2 separate regions of the Columba livia genome follow, and region 2 is linked to region 1. Evidence: chromatin contacts called from public Hi-C data. All regions are on one chromosome and are shown on one strand. Each heading gives the region's core, a stretch centred on a gene start, on an enhancer-like site or on the middle of the called end of the contact. The rest is flanking DNA. Distances are from core to core; before and after follow the strand shown. Region 1 overlaps METTL21A (methyltransferase 21A, HSPA lysine). Region 2 holds the start of CREB1 (cAMP responsive element binding protein 1).

The links. A called contact is a pair of places that touch in the nucleus more often than the background predicts.
Region 2: a contact with region 1 is called in a Hi-C map of crop, with 1.7 times the contacts expected there. The contact joins the promoter of CREB1 here to the enhancer-like site in region 1. A contact is called at or near these places in 2 of 2 Hi-C or Micro-C datasets (crop and liver).

What each region holds. Positions count from the first base shown.
Region 1 is chr7:36,724,637-36,731,131 of bColLiv1.pat.W.v2, reverse strand. METTL21A (methyltransferase 21A, HSPA lysine) reads right to left here. Exons shown (of 3, transcript XM_013367494.3): 3 at 6,415-6,495. Among named protein-coding and RNA genes, the nearest start is that of METTL21A, 12 kb to the right of the region's middle. Within about 2 kb of position 4,716, at least 2 of the 3 cell types and tissues checked have an H3K27ac peak away from gene starts, as active enhancers do.
Region 2 is chr7:36,763,439-36,769,716 of bColLiv1.pat.W.v2, reverse strand. CREB1 (cAMP responsive element binding protein 1) reads left to right here and starts at 3,782. Exons shown (of 8, transcript XM_065069409.1): 1 at 3,782-4,016.

The DNA of each region.
Region 1 (6,495 bases), core at 3,467-5,966:
TTTTTTATGGATGGAGATTTTTGAAATGACATAAAGAGTCGTTTCACAACAACCACCACCCCCCAGAATAATTCACTTTTGTGCTTTTTCTCTTTGGCAGCTATATATCAAAGGCAAAACAATTGCAAAGGTTGTTAAGGTGTTGTTTTCTAAAGGAACCACTGGTAAGACTTCTGTTTTCCTCCTGGGGTAGTGGCGATGCATTTTTATTTAAGCAGCGATTTCACCAGAATCAGGTAGTTGCCAGCACCGTTGCTTGTATCTGAAAGCACAATTTTAGCTCGTCGGGACTGTACAGACACATGCAGGTCCTGGCTCTTCTGTAGTTGGTGTTTGCGTTGCAGAGCGCTGGCTTCTCTGGTACTTGTAGGTTGATCAGAAAATTGGTGGGGTGTTTGGGATCATTAAGAGGCTCAGGAAAACTAAAAAAAAAAAAGATTTAATAAGGAAAACCAGCCCTCATAGTTTCTGATCAAAATTTGTACTGCTCTTGTGGTTTTTAATCTGGGCTTCCAGTAGACTGCAGCTGCAAGTAGTCATCTGTTAGTGAAAACTGGCCTCTGCTTTTTTTAATAGGTTTTTAATTTATGACAGCCAGCCAGTGCTCTTTGTGGGTTAAAATAAAGACAAATCTCCCCATCAAAGCAAGTTCATTATCAGTGGTTGCAAATCTATGACAATTCACAGAGGATTTCTTTGGTTTTCTAAGACTCTGTTTTTAGTAATTTTTTCACCCCGAAGCTGGTTAGTGATGTAACATTTGCCAATGATCTAACCAAAAGGTCACGTATTTATTTTCGTTACACTATATTCTTTGTAAATGTTTAATTAAAACGTGCACTTTTAAGAAAAGAAAAGAGAGCAATTTTTGCTTAAGGAGCTCCCTGGCGCAATTGTTGCAAATCCTGCTGCCTGCACACAATTCAGTCCTCTCCTCACAGTTGACTCCCCCGCACATTTAACTTGCTGATCAGCACCTGGCGTCCAGCAGGCGTTACTGCAAAGTGGCAGGAGGCTCGAACTGGCAGGACCGAAGGCTGGAAAGAATTAAGTGTGTGGTGTCTCCGAGCAGCGTGTACAGGATGGATGGGAAATTATTTTTAGAATAGAACTAGTTCAGTGACCCCAAGTGGCGAAGGGAGGTTAATTTGGAAGGAAGGCGAAACTATTTTTCAGTCACTTTATTCCCCTTTTCTTAATCTGAGATTTGGCTGCAGGTTTCACAAGCTGCATTCCAAGAAAAGAAATCGAAAGGCTTTCCCTTTCTTTGACACCAGGAAGTAAAGGTACATTGACAATGTGTCGCTCTGCTTTAAAAGGTAAAAAAGAGCACAACCACCTTTCTTTTGCAGCAACAATGATAATTTAGCTATAACCCTGAGATCTGTCACTGTGAGCAGGTTTAAAAAGCGTACAGTACACTGATGGTTCTCTGTACTGTGCCTGGGAACTCATTTCCCCGAGCTTTTGAATTTGCTAGTTGTAAAAGACACTGATTTTGCAGAAACGTGAATGTATTGCGGAGCTCAGTTGGTTTGGGAGGAGCCAGACTGATGAAGAGAACAGGGTGCTGAAATCCTACCTACTGTGTGCTTGTGACAGGTTCAGGTCTGTGGATGGATTTGGCTTAAATCCGTGCATCTTTGGGGAAAAGGGACCAGATCCAGTTGGAAAAGAGGGTTTGTGTTTCAAGTGGTTTTGCCTCGGAATGTGTTTTCAACATGTATTTAAGCTCTAGCCCACAAGGAGATTCACTTGGGCTTGTTCGCGTAGCACAAATTGAAGACAGTGACCTGTTTGCATTCTGGTACTGCCAGTGCAGTTTGTGACTTGCTGTGTCGCCTCAGCTTTATATTTCTCTAAATTAGGGGATAGCTGAGTTGAGAGCATGGGGAAGGAAGAACTCGAGCCAGGTAGTTATCTGGAAATGTCCACTCTTACGAACTAACGATGTTCGGATGCTCTCTACAAGTTGCGTTTTATCCAGGTGCCACTCCATTTTTTTGTGTGTATGTAATTACATTTATTTATATTAAAACATTAATTTTTAAAAAATTTTAGAACTTCGAGTTTGTATGAGATTTGAAACCGTGCTGCTTATATGGACTTGTAGGGATGGGATGGGGAGCGGGACAAAAAGAGGTGCTAGTTGGCAGCCAACCCCTGCACGGACTTGTCCACAGATCGGTTGCTCACTTCAAGAATTAGTTATTTCTACTCTGGATTTATAATTAGAAATTGTTTTGGAACAATATTCTTCAGGGAAGCTTCCAGAGCGAGGGTTATTAGTCTCCCTTTGGAATATAAGCTGGAAAGAGTAAGTTCACCTCATCTGCATTTCTGATTCTTTACCCAAACCATGTCAGCACAGAACAGGGTATTTAAGCTCGACTCCCACATAACTTGTGGAAGTTAAAAGACTAAATGAAAATCCATTATTGGGGGGGGGGAAATAAATTCTTATTTACATTTCCCCAAAAATCTAGAAACATCCCTGTCGTGGGTTTTGTTTTGGTTTTTGGTTGGTTTTGGTTTGTTTTTGTTTTTGTTTTTTTTTACTTATTTTTTTGTGCTTTATCTGTGTTTAAAAAAAATGTACTGGGTTATAATGCATTTTATTAACACTATGTACATATTAGCTGCTTTGTGTTTCAGAATGGTAGTAATTGCTTTGTATATTAAAGTGATTCTTGTGAATTTGTGAATTATTGTCATAAAGAAGTGTTTTTTCTTACTGTAACCTTTGTGGTATAAACTGTCATAACTCCCTTTTTACACAAACATTTATGTGCAGTCACATAAACATGCTTTAAAAAACTCTATAGAGTCTCTTTTTTGAGCAGGATGTTCCATTTATGCTAATTGAGTGGCAAATGGTAGATAGATAGGGATGTGGGAGAAGGTGTATTTTAAGAAGACTCTAACAATCTGAGGCCTGCTGTAGGTATTCATGAGATATTTTCCCCGAAGGAGAGGTTTTTAAATCCCAATTACGTTGAATTAGATTAGTGAGAAGTTAGATCCCGAAGAACAAAGTTTCTCTTCCACTTCTGATATTGTTAAACCTGCTTTCCAGTATTCATTCTGGTGGCAATTAGTTCTGTTGTTTAATGATGTCTGAGAGACTTTTCACAGTTCAAATGTTCTTTTTTTACCCACTTTTAAGCATTCCTGTAAACCACGGTGTTAATAACAGAGCAGAACAGAAGGCAGCAAACCCTGCAAGGATCACAACCCGGTTACATCATTTGCAAGGCTGGATCTAAACCCTGGGATGAAAGCCAGGAGGAGAAATTCAGCACTGAGCTAAACACACCTCCAGTGAAACCAAGGGGAGGCAGTAAGGTCAGCTCATTATGGCTGGGATTTTGTGGTTTTCACAACTGAGTGTTTTCATAATACCATTCATGTCGTTGCTCAGGAAAACGTGTATCTCAGTAATGAGGGAGAGTCCCGAACAGGAGTTAGTCCATGAGTTAAAAATGCAGTTTGGCTTGAATTTCAGACTGAAAGAATCTGGTAACACAGATCGCTGTGCAGTCAGTAGATCAGCTGGTAAACCTGATTCTTGTGACACTGCTGCACCTTGAAGCTCTTAGTCTGTAACATACAGAGCTGAATTTCATACTCTGTCTTAATATTAATCAAACATCACTTCAGTTGCAATGACATTTTAGAAGTTGGTTTCCTTGCAGAAGGGCATGTTTCAGGAATGGTTTCACAATCTCACAGCATGGTGACGTCTTACCTGGTCACTTCCCCACGACTTGGATCCTCTCCCTAGGGTGAGTATTTTATTTCTCAAGACACACTTTCTCTATTGCCCCACTACCCAGGGACCCATTCCCAAACACATCCTCCCTGCAGATGACTTCACATCATCTGTTACAAAACAGGACTGATGCAATGGAACCACCCAAAGGAGAGTGACGCTGACTTCTCTAGCGCTGGGATGACCAAGGTGAGAGAAGGAAGCACCTTCTGCAGGGCAGGGTCTTGGCTTAATTGCCAAACAGCTGCTTCAACACTGACATGCATCTGATGGCAGTGCAGCAGCTCACCCAGCAGCAGTGAGAGATGTCCCCTTGAGGGGGTGCCCCTTGCTGAGCTCTGCAGGTCAGGGGCAAGACACTCACCTGAGCTGCCAGTGACATCTCACGTTTTTCTCCACAAGTATTTACTTATGGGCAGTAGCATTGCTTCAGCCTTCCAATGTACTCCTAGGGTTTGCATACAGCTGCTGTGCAGCTGTTACACAGCAAAAGAGGCCAAGGCACACTCCTGCTCTTACGGGAAGGCGACAGGCAGTGGAACAACAGACACTGAAAGCTGCTCAACAATTAGAAAGGTATGCAATTAAACTGTAGTGTTTTAAAAGTACAAAACTTTTCCTGTCGTCGAAGCAAGGCCTGGAGCAAAGCCTCCTTGAAAGTGTGTAGGTTGCTGCAGTACGATTTATTCTGCGCTACACTGGGCTTTATTCGGTGCTATTTAAGCAGGCTTTTAAAGCGTGCTTCTACAGCTGCCAGTATTGCGAGCTGCAGCCTTTTGCAAGCACCAAGCACAGCCGGGCAGCAGCTTTCCCCACACGGCCCGTCACATGCGCTCACAAGCCCAAGCACCAGCACGCTGCTTTCTGCCAGCTCCAGCCTGGCACATCCACTGAGCACAGGCAAGCTCAGAGACAAGGAAACACCAGAGGGGACGAAAAGGAAGAGGAGCGGTGAGAACTTACAGCCACACTCTGAAAACTAGAGCCAGAAAGAGAGTGGGGAGAGCTCCTAATACTTTTCAACCATTGCTCAGCCAGTTGATACAACAGGAAAGCCATGTCTGGTGCATTAAAGCTCATATCACGCTCTGGTTTTAATTAAAAGTATTGTCTTCCTTCCTTCAAAGGGACTTCAACTCTGGTTTCAGACTGCATATTCCCAGCCAGCTGCCTAAATACTGTTTTAGTGACACCATGTGGCTTCTGAGGATACTGTTGTGAGTGTTCTAAAGCAGCAACTCTTCGAGCTGAGTCCAGAGCCAAGCAAGGAACTAAGCTGAAAACATGGAGAGGATGAAGCACAAGACCTCTGGGTCTCATTCATGGGAGCTGTAATGTTAAATGTGTCATTTCCAGATTACAGTCTCCACATCACTTCTGGACCACAAACCCCTTGCATCTTTTCCAGTTAAGAAGTTTGATGGAAGCAGAAGTGATAGAGCTCCTAACGTCCATGACCCAAAGCAGCTTCTGGTGTTGCTGTCGCCAGTGCCAAAGACATGGACACGCTTAAAGCCCTGACCTGAGCTTTGTAAGTTAAGTTTAAAAAAAAATTCCACATCCACCAAAAAAAAAAGTACTGTAGCAATTCCTGCATCTAGAAGTCCATTGTTTCCACCAGTTTCATTCTTCCATCACTAGGAAGAGAAGGAAGCCTGCTGCTGGTGCAAACCCAATTCCAGCCTGCAACGCATCTTTCCCAGAGCTGTTTTTACAAGCTCAAGGTATGAAATCAGTTACTTAGAACAGCGTCTACCACACTGCACAGAAACCTAGACACTGCCCCAAGGTCCCAGGTAATACAAGAAGAAGTATAAATAACAGCTCTCAGAGACAGAGCGAGCCACAAACAAAGGCAGAAAGTAAAACATTATTTAGCGGTACTTTGAAAGTTAAAGACTGATTTGATATTTAAAGAACGGCTCAAGTCTCCGTGTTTAACTTGCCCTGCTGGCACATGTGCACGTGTATCTGCTCCATAGAGCCGTGACCTCCGCAAGGGAAAGTTATGGTGTTAGAGACAACCCAAGAACCACGACTGCTTCGGTACTGCAGACAGAGGCTCCATGCTTGCAAGTCAGTTAAAAACACCACTGATTTCCAAGCTGGCTTACTGTGCAATACTGATTCGTAACACAGCCCTCTACCCCCAGATCTTGTTATTTTTTCCATATGCCTCTTCAATTTATCAGTGACAGCAACAGAACAACTTTACAGCAGCTGCCTTTGTTGGTTTTGCTCTTTTAAGTGGCTTCTTTTACTACAATTTTTGAGATGCAGAAGGCCTGAAGAGTTCAGGCATTTAGAGCTAGACTCTTAGCTTATATTTCATCCACTTTTCTGGAGTTAAGGAAGTGATAAGGGGAAAAAAAACACTCTAAGTTTCCCACAGAAATTAAGTGTAGTTTGATTTTAAACAACAGATCTTTTGATGACATTTTTGATGCCTGAAGATTTCTGGAACTTAAACCAGTTTCAGAAATTACATTTGATAAAAAGTCAGTGGAAGACCCTATACGACGCTACTGAGAAATGAAGCAGAGGTTCAACATGCAGAATGCAAGTACAATCCTTGCTGGATCAGACCAAGTGGTCAGAGAAGAGCATCAGACCGAGAAGGCAGTGAAATAACACAACTGCAATTATATGCTTAGGAACAAGTGTATTGAGTAGAAACAAGGGGAGGACTGAACAGCATCAGCGGTTTACCAACAAAGCACAGA
Region 2 (6,278 bases), core at 2,533-5,032, 40 kb before region 1:
CTGCTCGCACTCCTCTGTTCCTGCCCTCCTGCCCTCGAAACTTCCTCTCTGCCTCTGAGGGGATGATATTTGAGCATTCAGAAATGAATGTATGTTATATATGCTGAATGAATTTAGCAGTGAATGTAACCAAAAGCATTTGGGGCTCAGAAATTGATTCTTATGCCGGCCAAAGAAGTCAAATCCTGCTGCGGCAGTGTGTGAGATGGAGAAAGCTCCTCTGCTCCACACACACGGCAGGGAACGGCTGTGTCCCCGGCTCAGGAGGGAGGATTTCCCCTCCCTGGCTGCTCCATCAGTGGAAGAAACGTGATCCTGCTCCGGCAGGATGGTGCGGTAGCGGGGCTCCATATTTCAAATGGCAGGGGTTAAGCAAAGTGGCCAATTTCCTTGGGCTAATTGAGCATGCAACCTGACTGCTTGTAAAGCCTGTATTTGGCTAGGAAGATTTATTACTTTTAGCAATGATGAATGTCCAAGAGCAGTGAGGGCAGACCTGAGCTGCAGTTCATTAGCTTTAAGTGGGATGATGTTGAAAAACCATCTCTATTTTTGGTTACTTTGTTCTGAGTTAACTGTGAATTTAGACCTGCTTCTCTAATAAAGTGCTCAAGGAGTCCGGTGAATCTTGTTCTCTGTGGCAGATACTGAACCTGTAGGGTTTTGTCCTTATCCTGATGAGTAAGCAGTTTTCACTGGTCCTGAGAGGCTGTGACATGATAGAAAACTGCTCTGTATGGGAGTTTGAAGTTGAGTCTCCATCCATCTCTGAAGCAGACACCGGAATGGAAGACTGACATGCCTTTGTCATGGGGTTTCACAATAACGCCTTTTTATTAGCTTCATCTTCTCCTCAGAAAGTCCTCATCAGTTTGGTGCTTTGTCTCCACTTTTCCCCCTTTCCTTGGGAAAATACCCATTAGTGAATGTAGCTGCGAAGCCCCAGAGCATGCCCTGCTTTCTTTGCTCCCCAGCAATACTTGTTTAATGTCACACTTGTACAAAACACCCTGTCTCTGCCCCTGCGCTTGTAAGACCACACCGGTCCTCTAGAAATTTGTCAGCAAGTATTTGATGCTGAAATATTATTTCGTTATAAATCATTCCCAGAGGTGGCTGTGGCCGGTAAAAAGTACCTTTGTGTCACTCTCTTTACAGTGGTGTGTAGACTGAGTTCTGAAAATGCATGTGTATCTGTGTTCCCACAATAAATATTATCTCACATGCTACCAGTGCCAGCAGTGTCGACGGCTCCAGATTGCAACATATGCACGAAGTGCAAACCTTTCTTGATCTAAATGTCACCCGTTAGCCTCTATGAACCCTGTCAACAGGCAATCAACCTGCAGTGCTGTATGCAAGGAGTTCACCGCCCAGGGTAACCAGCCTGGAAGCTGCAAAGCTAATGAATCAGCCTCTGAAACTTAATTGTAAGAAAAGTAATTAATCTTGCTGTGTTTCACTCATCATCAAGCAACCTTTCGCTGATGAAAGAAAAAACTGCTGAGCATTCCAGTTCACTCCCCAAGTCAACTTCTCCCTGTTGGACTTTGTGGGTAATTGGCACATCATTATTGTCCGATTTTCTACAGATTCCCCAAGAGGCAAGGGTGACAGGAACTCGGGCATAGATATTAGTGAGGGAAGGGGGTTTTGCAGCTCAGACTTTCACTCCCACTCCCAAGAAAGCTTCAGTTTTGCCTAGTGTCCCCGTCTTGCTCAGACCTGGTAAGAGGCAAAAAAAAACCCTAGAAAACCTGTAAGGGAAGGAGAAAAGTTTAAAACGGCCATCAGAAGGTTTCCCAGCAGTTGTGCGTGAGATGTCAGAACTTTGATATCAGAACCGCTCCTTGAAATGCAGGAGTTTTAGCAGACTTGAAAATAACTTCCAAAAATGATGCCAGCTGTACACTGCAGATAGGGCCGGGCATGAGCCAAAGGCACAGGGGAATCGCTCTCTGTACCATCTCTTGTAACTTTTGACGGCACTAAATGAAACTCAGCCTAAGTAAAATCAGTTCAACTTTCTCGAGAAAACAAGACTTGATAAGAGCAAAACTAACTGGAACCACACACCGGTGTAATCCGATGTGGTGCCTGCAGCAGTTCTGGCCTCCCAGCGGTGTCTCACTGGGTGGCTGTACCAGGCTGGCTGCAAAAACGAACCGGATTTGGAGCTTCAAATCTTGTTATGTAGTGCCATCTTGAGGATTTGCAAAATGACGTTATTCAAGGCTATGTGTGGCTTTTATCTGGTTGTAGTTCGAGAAGTTAATTCTTCAAGGTGAACGCTCAGCTGCGTTCGCTGTGTTTGAGAACCGTACAAGATGGGGCTGGACTCACCCAGCTGGAGCACTGCCCGCCCGTTCTCTGCTCCATGGTGGCATCAACTCCTCACAAAACCTTACCTAGAAAAGGTTCACTTGTCCAGTATTTAAAACCCCCAGCGACAGACACCACGCTGCCGCTGCAGATGAGGTTGAGGGCCACAGAACGTGGCTGCTCCTCTTCTCCAATGAGACAAAACCCATATCCCATTGAAACAGAGAAATAAACTTAACAGCAGAGTCAATTATACTGTTAAGCGGCATTCTTTATTCTATCAGCACTGGGGAACACTGGGGATCATCCTCCATAAGCGCTCCAAAGACTGGATGCTCTTGCGTTGCTTATATTCCCGTAATTATTACACATGCATTACAATTTTTTAAAATCTTGACATGCAATACATCAATACTAAGAAATATTTGATATTATAGTTGGTTAGTTTCTTACATCTATTAATTATTAGTTAAATATAAACTAAGCACTCTGCTTCTAAACAATGTATTACTTAGTCTTCTGTCAGAAAGCATTTATCCTGTCATTTGGTTAATGATGGGTACGTCTTTTGTAACTTTATCACAGTATACATTAATTTAGCAGCTTCTCTTCAATTGCCCTGCCCTGTCACGATGTCTCTCCACGCTGAGCTGAAGCACAGGACTGGTGCCATGGGTGCAAACTGCTGCCTTGGCCACCGCTGCTCTGAAAATCACGAATTTACAGCTTGGGTGGAGGCTGGTTGCTCGGGGCTGGGGGATTTCATGGGGATATTCGTGTCAGGATGGAGCAGCCGTCACTGGTGCCTGGTTTTGGGGAATGGGATGGGAGTCACAGCCCGGAATGAAAAACAGGCGGTAGAGGAAGGTTTAGAGCAGCGACCTGGCAGACACAAGTGCTTCGCCACGCAGTAAATGGATGGTGGGGACTCCAGGCAGCCGGCGAGGCACCAAGGAGCGCCAGCATGGCTGCACTGTGGTCGTGCTAGTGAAGACAAGGGGCTGTTGGGTCATGAGCTGACAACCGGGTGCCTGAGGAAAGGGGTCAGCAGAGCACCCCGGGGCGGGCGGTGGAGCTTGCGGGGCCGGGGTCAGCAGCTTCCCCGGGGTGCCGGTGTGTACGTGGGGACCTGCTTGGTGAACTCGGGGGACGCGGCGTCCTCCGCGGACCCGGCGCTCGGGGGCGGCTCGGCCGTTTCCGTGAGCGCTCGGGGCTTTCCGGCCTCCTCGCCCCCCATCCCGCGCTCGGCGGGAACGGGTGTGGGGTGCGCGCCCTCACCCGCCCCCGCAGCCCCGTTCGGAGCTTCCCGGGCGGAAGCGCCGTTCGCGCCTTCCCGCGGCCGCTCGGCTCCTTCCGCCCACCCAGCGGGGCGCTTCGTTCGTTTCCGCGGCCGCTCGGCTCTTTCCGCAAGAGCCGGCGGCGCGCTCGGCCGTTCCCGCCGCCTGCTGGGCGCTCGGTGTTTTCCGTGAGCGCTCGGCGATTTCCGTGCGGGCCGCGGCGCGCTCGGCGCTTGCTCCCTGGCTGGCGCTCCTCAGTCGGCCGCTGCCTGCCTGTCGCCGGGCTGGGAGCGCCTGTGTGTGTGAGTGACGCGGCGGAGGTGTAGTTTGACGCGGTGTGTTACGTGGGGGAGAGAATAAAACTGCGGCGAGATCCTAGGCGCGAACGAAAGCAGTGACGGAGCAGCCTGGTAACCGGTAAGAGGAGGAAGGCGCCCAGCAAACAGGGGCGGGGGGGAGGGAAGGAAATGGAGCCCGGCGGGGACCAGGGGAGCCGCCGGGCGGCAGGACGCGGGGGCCCGGCCTTGCACCGCCCGCGGGAGGGGCGCCCGCTTTAAAGATGGAGCCGAGCCCTGCAACATCCCCGCCGCCGCCGCGCCGCGAACAAAGGATAATGGCGGATGGGAGCCGGCCCCGGCGGCGGCCGCCACGGCCGGGCGGCGGCGACTCTGGCGGCAGCCAGCGGCGGCGCTCACCGCGGCGGGGAAGGGGGATCGCGCCCCCCGGCCCCAGGAGGAGGCGGCGGAGGAAGACGACGAGGGGGGGAGCGGCGGCCGCGCACCCACCCGCGCCCCCTCAGCGGCGGGGCGCCCCCTCCCCGCCCCTCCGGCTGCGCTTCGGGCCGCTTCCCCGCCGCCCCTCCGCCTCACCCCGGCGCTGCCCGCCCCGCTCGGCGGCGGCCCCCGGCTGCGGGGCTCCGGGGAGCGGGGCGGGCGGGCAGCCCTCCTGCGGGGCCGCCGCGGCCCCCGCGCCCGCGGAGTTTCGCTTCCCCGGTGACCCGGGTGCGCTGTATAAATAAATAAACCAACTCTTCGCCGTGATGGAAACGAGTGCTTGGGGTGCTCCTAGGAGCTGTAACGAGGAGTTTTTTAATAAAATCTGTGCACAGAAGCTCGGGCCAGCGCTTGGTCTGGTGGTTTACTTCTATTTGCAGCGCGGGGCACGGCCGTGCGAGGCGGCTGTGACAGGGGCCGTGGTGCTCGGTCACCCAACACCGCGCTCCGGGGACACCGCGCAGGGAACAGCTTAGAGCCCGGTGCGCAGATCACGTAACAGACATACGGTTCCTTTTTGCTGTCTTATTCCTTTCCTATCAGTATTTTTAACCCAAGAGTGAACTTGAGCCTGGCCGCGGCTGGTAAATCTCTGTTCAGGATTTGCTTTAGCCAATTTTTCCACAGACTCTTAGGTGCTGCACGACCAGCAGGATTTGACCTCTCTCCCTGCTTTAATAGCAAATGTCAGCTCAGCTGCCTTTTCCACCCTACACCAGCCTTGCCTTGCAGCAGCTGTGGGGCTTTTTTTCCCATTTTGTTGCCTAGAATAGAAGACGTTATTTGGACTTCATTTCCACTCTCAAAACCTGGATATCTGCATTTTTGTTTACAGTAATAAGTAAAAGTGATGTGGCAATCTTCTTAAAAGAACTTTTAACCAACCATCGTTACACCTCTCAAATGTATACAAGGATTAAAAAAAATTATAGGTCATACGACTTTTCTTTCTGAAAAAAAGGTTAGATCTTTTGTTTGTTTGTTTTCCTCTCCTTCTTAAGTATTGAAATGCCTGCACATAATCTGCTTCTGGAGTAACACCTCTCATTCTTTTTTTTTCCTGGAGTTAGAAACAAGGTTTCTATTTCTTAAATAAGGGGCTGGAGACTTACTTAGGAATATCAGCCAGCTCTGTTTAGTCCCATTGTGACCACCAAACACTTTCAGAATACAGGAATTTTGAGACTCTGCTTGCTTCAGCAAATGTGGATTGTTACAGTAAAATGTGAAGTCGCTGAAGTTTTTAATCAAGATGGGTATTTGTGATTCACATGTATGTAGGCGTGTCCCTCCGTGTATGTGAATTTCTGTTTTGTGTCACTTCCACCACTTCTTTTGAAATCAAGGCCAAAGGTGCTCTCTACATCGCTTCACTCTGAATAATACCAACATGAGAAGAAGGTTTCTAAAGTTGTAATTGATTAATAGACATCTGAGGACTTCAGTAAGCAATGTAGTTGTTGAGAGTGATTAAAGATAATGGCGTAGTTGGTGTATTTCATTCATTCTTGGTTTGATGGAATATTTACTTCATTTTAAATATAAAAATGTGACAGTAAATCCTTGCTTGTTTTTTTTGTAGCTTTAGAAACACAACATTTAATTTTATCTTATTTCATAAAAGAGTAGAAGATTGTCCGATTCGTATTTTCAAACAAAGATCTCTGCATTTCCTCACCAGCTTTGTATCTTCACAGATCAGAGGAAAAGGGAGCAGACAGGTGGTTGTGTATTTGCTAATCGTCACTTACAGGTGACCTAATGTGAAATATTTGCATGTAGGAAATAGGAGTTTAGTAATTTTTAATGCTTTAATATCACTGATAGAACATCAGTATTTAGATTAGTACTCTCAGCTTTGTGTATGGATCTACAATAAATGATCTGAATCCAGTATATACATTTT